Regions from separate parts of the Triticum aestivum genome. Here region 2 is linked to region 1. The links are chromatin contacts, called in public Hi-C maps. All regions are on one chromosome and are shown on one strand. The core of a region is the stretch at or near the end of the contact, and the rest is flanking DNA. Distances in the headings are between cores, read along the strand shown. Region 1 has its middle 110 kb from the start of LOC123046533. Region 2 holds the start of LOC123039372 (probable plastid-lipid-associated protein 12, chloroplastic).

The links. A called contact is a pair of places that touch in the nucleus more often than the background predicts.
Region 2: a Hi-C map of leaf shows a contact between it and region 1, with 4 times the contacts expected there. The contact joins the promoter of LOC123039372 here to the enhancer-like site in region 1. A contact is called at or near these places in 2 of 5 Hi-C or Micro-C datasets (both in leaf).

What each region holds. Positions count from the first base shown.
Region 1 is chr2B:658,019,032-658,022,289 of IWGSC CS RefSeq v2.1, reverse strand. No RefSeq gene overlaps it. Among protein-coding and RNA genes, the nearest start is that of LOC123046533, 110 kb to the left of the region's middle. Within about 2 kb of position 1,854, at least 7 of the 8 cell types and tissues checked have an H3K27ac peak or open chromatin away from gene starts, as enhancers often do. A contact at or near this core is called in leaf, where this site is marked.
Region 2 is chr2B:658,248,104-658,251,552 of IWGSC CS RefSeq v2.1, reverse strand. LOC123039372 (probable plastid-lipid-associated protein 12, chloroplastic) reads right to left here and starts at 1,423. Exons shown (of 12, transcript XM_044462569.1): 1 at 1,289-1,423; 2 at 111-503. The coding sequence starts at 1,423.

The DNA.
Region 1 (3,258 bases), core at 605-3,104:
TGTGCCTTCAATGATTTACATGAGCTTCCAAATCATCATTTTGACCTCACTGGTGCATAAATGGAGGTTGCTTCCCCACTGACATGAGTATTTTCAAATATGACATCTAGCTCCTTCAAGCTAGATACTCAAATTTTGCCAATATGTCACATTAAGAACTTTGAAAATACCTGACTTTGAATATTTTTTCAAACACCATCGTCGTAAGATGGTCTTCCACCAAATACACTCACCTCCATTGTTTCCAACTAATCATTCCAACCAAGTCCATTTGCAACATTTCAACATCATAATCATGGGCTAATCCCAGTTGCAACATTTCGACATCATTGTTAGGGGCTGGTTAGGGATTATTGACCTCCACATAAATCAATGGAAAATGAGAACTCAATGTGAAGTTGATGGGTTGGCATGGCTAGCAACACTAAACACCAAATGAAAGCGATGATGTTGCTCAACATGCATGTATATATGGAAATATAGAACAAAAGGAGCGCTTGGCTTTTTCATGGAACCTCGATCATGCTGCCAATCATCTAGCAAAGATGAGAATGTGAGGCAGCCAACTATGTCATGGGTTCTCAACCATCTGGGTCACTTAATACATAGAGATTAAACTATACTCCTCCGTTACTCCTAGTTTTGAAATGCAATTAAACTCATTAATTTCTTCTTAGTAATTAATAAATGGAGTAAAAAAATCCAAAAAATCATGGGGTCATTTCTACCATTTTGGCAACAAGAGCATCATTTATACGCCTTGATGGCAGTCTGACCTTAGATTTTAACCATGTTTTCTGTTTTATTTGAACGTACTAGCATGGTTCTACGTCTTTTTGGCTCTTCTCGGTGTGTACATGTTCTAAGGATGTCGCACGGGCCAAAAAATCGACGTGGCAAAGTAGAGAGCACTTTAGTGATTCGGAGAAGAAACCATGCTAATCACGTAGACCTATGCAGAACAATTGGATGAAAGACTTTAGTTGTTAAACGATTAAATAGAAAGCTTAGCAATAAGAAGCTAAGCACTTATGTATGCAATTTAAAGTTGAGTTGATAAATCTTTTCATGCACTTAGCATTTCCTCTAACCAGTACACTAGCAGAGGCCCTGTGATTTATAACAGACAACCTGGTCTTTGTATATGTACGTTAGTATGGCCTACGCTCAGAGGAATGGGGAGTGGACCGCAAGTCAATCTGGCCCATGCTCAGAGGAATGGGGAGATGTAAAGTTGTAAAGGATAACACATAGGTGAAAAATTGTTGTGATAAAGTAACTAAGAAGAGAGAGCACTTTAATGACTCAGAAGAAACAATGCTACCTATACAAAGACATGAAGTTTCTTAGCTCGAGCTCATATGAGGCCAGGTGAACAGTAAAAATGAATAAGAAAATCAAACCATTCTAAAAAAAATTGTGACAAAAGTTTTTTACGCTTGCAAGTTTCATTGTGTTGCCATGAATTCTACAAATGTCCCAAGCTCTAAGAATTTTATGATTTTTTTATTGTTCACCCCGAGCTCATTCAAGGTTGGGACTAGAAGAGTAATCTCACCTTCACAAACACTTATGCATGAAATAATTTAGTTGCTAAACAATTTAAATAAAGAAAGCTTAGTTACAAAAGGCTAAGCGTGTGTATACATTAAAAGGGTTATAAGTTGGTACTAAGCCCTTTCGTGTATTTAGCATTTAGCACCTCAGCTAAGCATGTACCGCATAAAAAAATGTCAAGACGGCCACACGTGCTGCACTTATCATTTAATAAAAATAAGTGCCCTCATGATTTATACAGGCAGCCTGGTCTTTGGACCCGTATGGCAGCCTGGCCCACGCTCAGAGGAACGGGTGAGTGGACCGTATGCCAGTCTGGCCCACCCTCAGATGAACCGATCTGAGCACTAGCCACAGCCGAAGCCAATTCAAGCAAGCTTTTAAACTCCAGGCCAGCGCAGAGCCGCGGACTTGCTATCCACGCGACATCGCCCCTAGAAATTCTCGCGAGTGGCCTCCGCCGTCTCGGATTCTTGACCACCACGCTCACACGGAACCCTCTCTGGATCCGGCGCCCGCCGGCGACTTCTGCGGCGTCTCTCCCTAGACTACTCACCCCTTCCCCGATGGATCCATTCCCCGTCTTCGGCCGCGAGAGATCCCCGTCGTCGCCTGACTACCCGCCCCGCCTGGGGTCGCCGGAGTACGTGCCGTCGTGCCATCAGTGGCGAGCGGGGTCGCTTGACCTCGCGCCGTCGACCTCCCCGTGGCGCGCGGAGTCCCCGGAGTACGTCCCGTCGACTCCCTGGTGGCGCGGGCGCGTGACGGTCACGGGCAGCCACCACACCCGGTCGTCGGCAGGTGGGCGGCAGAGCTCGTCCTCGTCGTCGCCGGATTACTTCCCGTCCACCTCGCCGTGCTGCGTGGCGTCTCCGGAGTATAGGCCGTCGGCTGACCACTGGAGGCGTGCGGCGTCACCAGATTACGCGCCGTCGACCTCCCCGTGGCGCGCGGAGTCCCCGGAGTACGTCCCGTCGACTGCCTGGTGGCGCGGGCGCGCGGCGACCAACCAGCACACCCGGTTGTCGGTACCTGGGCGGCAGAGCTCGTCGTCCCCGGATTACTCCCCTTCTACCTCGCCGTGCCGCGTGGCGTCGCCGGGTTACTCCCCTTCTACGTCACTGTGCCGAGTGGCGTCGCCGGAGTATATGCCGTTGACTGACCACTGGAGGCGCGCGCTGGCGGTGTTCCCCGCCGACGACACCCCGTCGACACCTCAGGAGCAGCGACCTTCTTCGTCGGACTACGCCGCGTCGACACCTCCTCTGCGGCGCTCGCCGTCACCGGATTACTCCCCCTCGGCCTCCTCGTGGCGCGCGGCCTCGCCGGAGTACGTGCCGACTGCTCCGTGGAGGTGCGCGGCGTCCCCGCAGCACACGCCCCCGACGCGTCCCCAGCGCGCGGCGACATATCCTGACCGCGTCCCCCGCCCGTCTCCTCCGTCGCCGCCGGTGCCAGCTGACACTGGGTCGCGCACGTCCTCGCGGTCCCGCTGCTATCATCCGTACCAGAGGGGCGGCGTCGAGCCGTGCACGTGCTCCGCGCGCCGGAGCTGAACATCCCGTGGCGGCATGGGCGCCTGATTTTGCACGGATGTTAGTCGGATTCATAGGTACCTTGCAGATTGTAACAGGAGATATTGGATTCCTCATGCAAACTATGCTGTTAGTAGTTGCCTAACTTGCAATACTAGTCACTTCT
Region 2 (3,449 bases), core at 174-2,673, 230 kb before region 1:
GCGGATCAGCGCGCCGCATCAGTAACATTTCAACAAGCACATGGCGCGCGCCCACGCGGCGCAGGACACGCGCGTACGGAAGTCTCAAGCCAAGTGGGCTGGTTCCTTGCCTGGAGCTGGCGCGGCGCGACTGCACGGCCACGGCCCTGTACGCCGACGAGGGCCTCCAGCAGCGCCTCCTCCGGCTCAGTGTACGACACCTCCCCGGCCGCCACCGCCAGCAGCGGGGCTCCGCGGCGGCAAAGGCGAGGCCGTCTCCGCGAGCGCCGCCCGTAGGAGGTGCCGGAGAGAGGGGAAGAGGGGGAAGAAGGCGGCGCGTAAGAAGGAGGGAGCTTGAGGAGGCCTGTCGGCGCTGCTAATGCGGCGGCCATGGCGCCCGGTAGAAGAACGGGGGCGCGTCGTTTGTTTGTGGCTTGCGTTCGCGCCTCCCGGTGTAGTGCGCCGGTGTTGGATGGGAAATCGATCTGCTGGACCAGCAGTTGGGCGCCACGTGGACGGGATGGCTGCCACGGCCGTTATTTACACGGACGCTGCTCTACCTTCTCCCCGTGCACATGCCCCATGCGTACTCTCCACCGCTCAATTTTCATCCAACGGCTGTGTGAGTCCTTCAGTACATCACTTTTTCCTCCTTAAAAAAGACAACTCTTAACACTTAACTAAAAAGAAAACATGAAAAAAATAGTGAAATTTTCAAGCGCGGTGGAGAAGGGGTTTCGGGAAATTTTCACACGCGATTTTTTTTGAGCATCAATACAGACACAAGCGCTCATATACACGCGCATACACTCACCCCTATGAACGCACACACGCATACCCTATCCCTATGAGCACCTCCGAGAGACTGAGCCGGCATATTATCTTGAGATTTACGAAGCAACCGTAGGCGCCTCGTCGTCGACGGGAACGTCTCCACCCACTGAAATCCTGAAAAAAATCCAGGAATAATGCGAGCATCAGGATTTGAACCCTGGTGGGTTGAGGATACCACTGTTCACCTAACCATCTCAACCACAGGTTGATTCGCATTTTCACACGCGATTGAGAGATCAGTTTTGGGTTACTATGTTTTTTTTGAACTTCGGCGACTTTATTTAATTCATAATCTATCCTTTACAATAAGCGGAATCAGGAAATCAAGAGGTTTATCAAGCCACACCCTTGACTCCTGACCCAAGAAACTAAAACGAGCAATAATATGAGCGCACTCGTTTACATCACGCACATAATGATTTATTGTCGCCTTGCCGAAAGAACTCATCAACCTTCGACAATCGTCAGTAATTACCGCACCTGACGCCCGGTAGTCATCCGGATTCTGGATAGCTTGAACAATCTCCATAGAATCACTTTCAATGGACAAAGGAAAAATGCCCATCTCCTCAGCAAGTCGTAGTCCCAATAATAGCGCAAACGCCTCCATCGTTGGAGCGTTCATTGCATTCGGTTTATATTCCATGGCCGTTGCAACAAAATCTCCCTTCGAATCTCGTAAAATAGCACCACTTGCCCCTGCACCCGAGTCAACATGATATGAAGCATCAACATTAAGCTTTATACAGCCTGATGCGGGTCTAGACCATCTAGTCTGTCGTGGAGGAACTAGCTTCTTTTCTGCTACCCAGTTAGCAACGATACCCCTAATCTGTAGAGACGATCGGGCTGGCGTACCAATCTCTTTATCATGGGACACTTGACGTCGTTCCCACCAGATATACCAACACGCAACCATAGCCAATTCCACTGCATTTTCTCCCTGGAACCAGACACCACCAGGTAAATTGGAGCATATTATCTCATCAAGTATCAATGAACCGGACCTATGCTGCTCAGCAATTGCGGCCACATTCACGCCTAGGCCGAGTTCCTTCCATACCTCTCTAGCTCCGCAACAGATAAATAACATGTGCTTAAGGTCTTCAGGATCTACCTTACACACCGGACAAGTCACTGGAGTTTTAATGTGTCTATTCGCTAAATTACAGTAACAGGGCACAATCTCGTGTAGAGCTCTCCAAATAAAAATATGGACTTTGGGGGGATACTCAAATCCCAAAGTAATTTCCATACCAGATGTGACATACTTCTTCCCACACCAGTATCAATACCTGCTCTAGTCCGATACTCCGCTTTCCATTCCGCATGATAAGTCGAACGGACAGTAAATCTCCCAGACTTGCATAATCGCCATGCTATGAAATCTGGTTGCGCTTGGGATGGAAGCGGAATTTGCAAAATCCTTGTAACATCAATTGGCCAAAAATTGTCATGTACCAATTGTACATCCCACTCTCCCGTATGTGGATCAATAAGATCTTGTACCGTCTCAAGAAGGCAATGCCCACGTGGTGTCATCACACGCCTATCATGGGCAGTAGGGATCCAAAGATCAGACCAAATATTAATACTTGCCCCATTGCCTGGTCTCCAAATAGCACCTCTTTTTAGGGTCTTTAATCCGGACATGATACTACGCCATGTGAACGAGGCATCTTTTTTAAGAACCGCATTGAAAAGGTTCCCATCCGGATAATATTTTGCACGAAGTACCTGAGCACACAAAGACTCTGGTTCACTTAATAGTCTCCAACACTAATTAGCCAACATCGCTTGATTAAAACAGTGTAAATCTCGGAAACCCATCCCTCCTTCTTTCTTCAGAATACACATCTTCCACCATGCTTTCCAATGCAATTTCTTTTGGCTCTGTGAACCTCCCCACCAATACCTAGCAAATTGCATCACATATACTCTTCCAGATGTTCTTTGGCAAACTGAAAACTGACATAGCATAAACTGGAATGGACTGCGCAACTGTTTTTAACAAAACTTCCTCCCCTCCCGCAAACAGCATCCTCGCATTCCACTCATCAATTAGAGCCCAGACTCTATCAACCAGTTGTTGGAAACAATCACTACGATCAATCCCCACATGAGAGGTTACTGTGTGTTTGCTCACAAACGGTCTCGCACGTCGGTGATATAATAAGTCGACGACGTTGCCTTTGATGAGCGACACAACGGAGGCAACATTGGTTTCTCGTCTGATATGTCGGACCAATCATTATGGCTATATAGAACTACATAAACGATTTGATTTTTAACAAAACAACACATATTTATTTCTTGCATGTTATTTTCCAGGCCACTACCACTACAAAAAAAAGACACATCCGTGACATTTTGGGCTGAACAAAAAAAAATTCGGTCATACATATGACACTTCTATGACGATAATTGTGACAAAACCGGGTATCATCATAGATGTGGTGGGCTCCTACTTCTATGTCAAAAAATCATGATAGAAAATGGGCTTTTCGTCCTGGGCGGGCCGGAGACGCAGCTGCATGACATTCTTTGGGCCGTCCATGACAGAAAAAACCATGGTAGAAGCGAGGGGGAGGAAAATTTTGGGGAGTTGCCTGTTATGGTGGGAGGTCGGGGGCGGA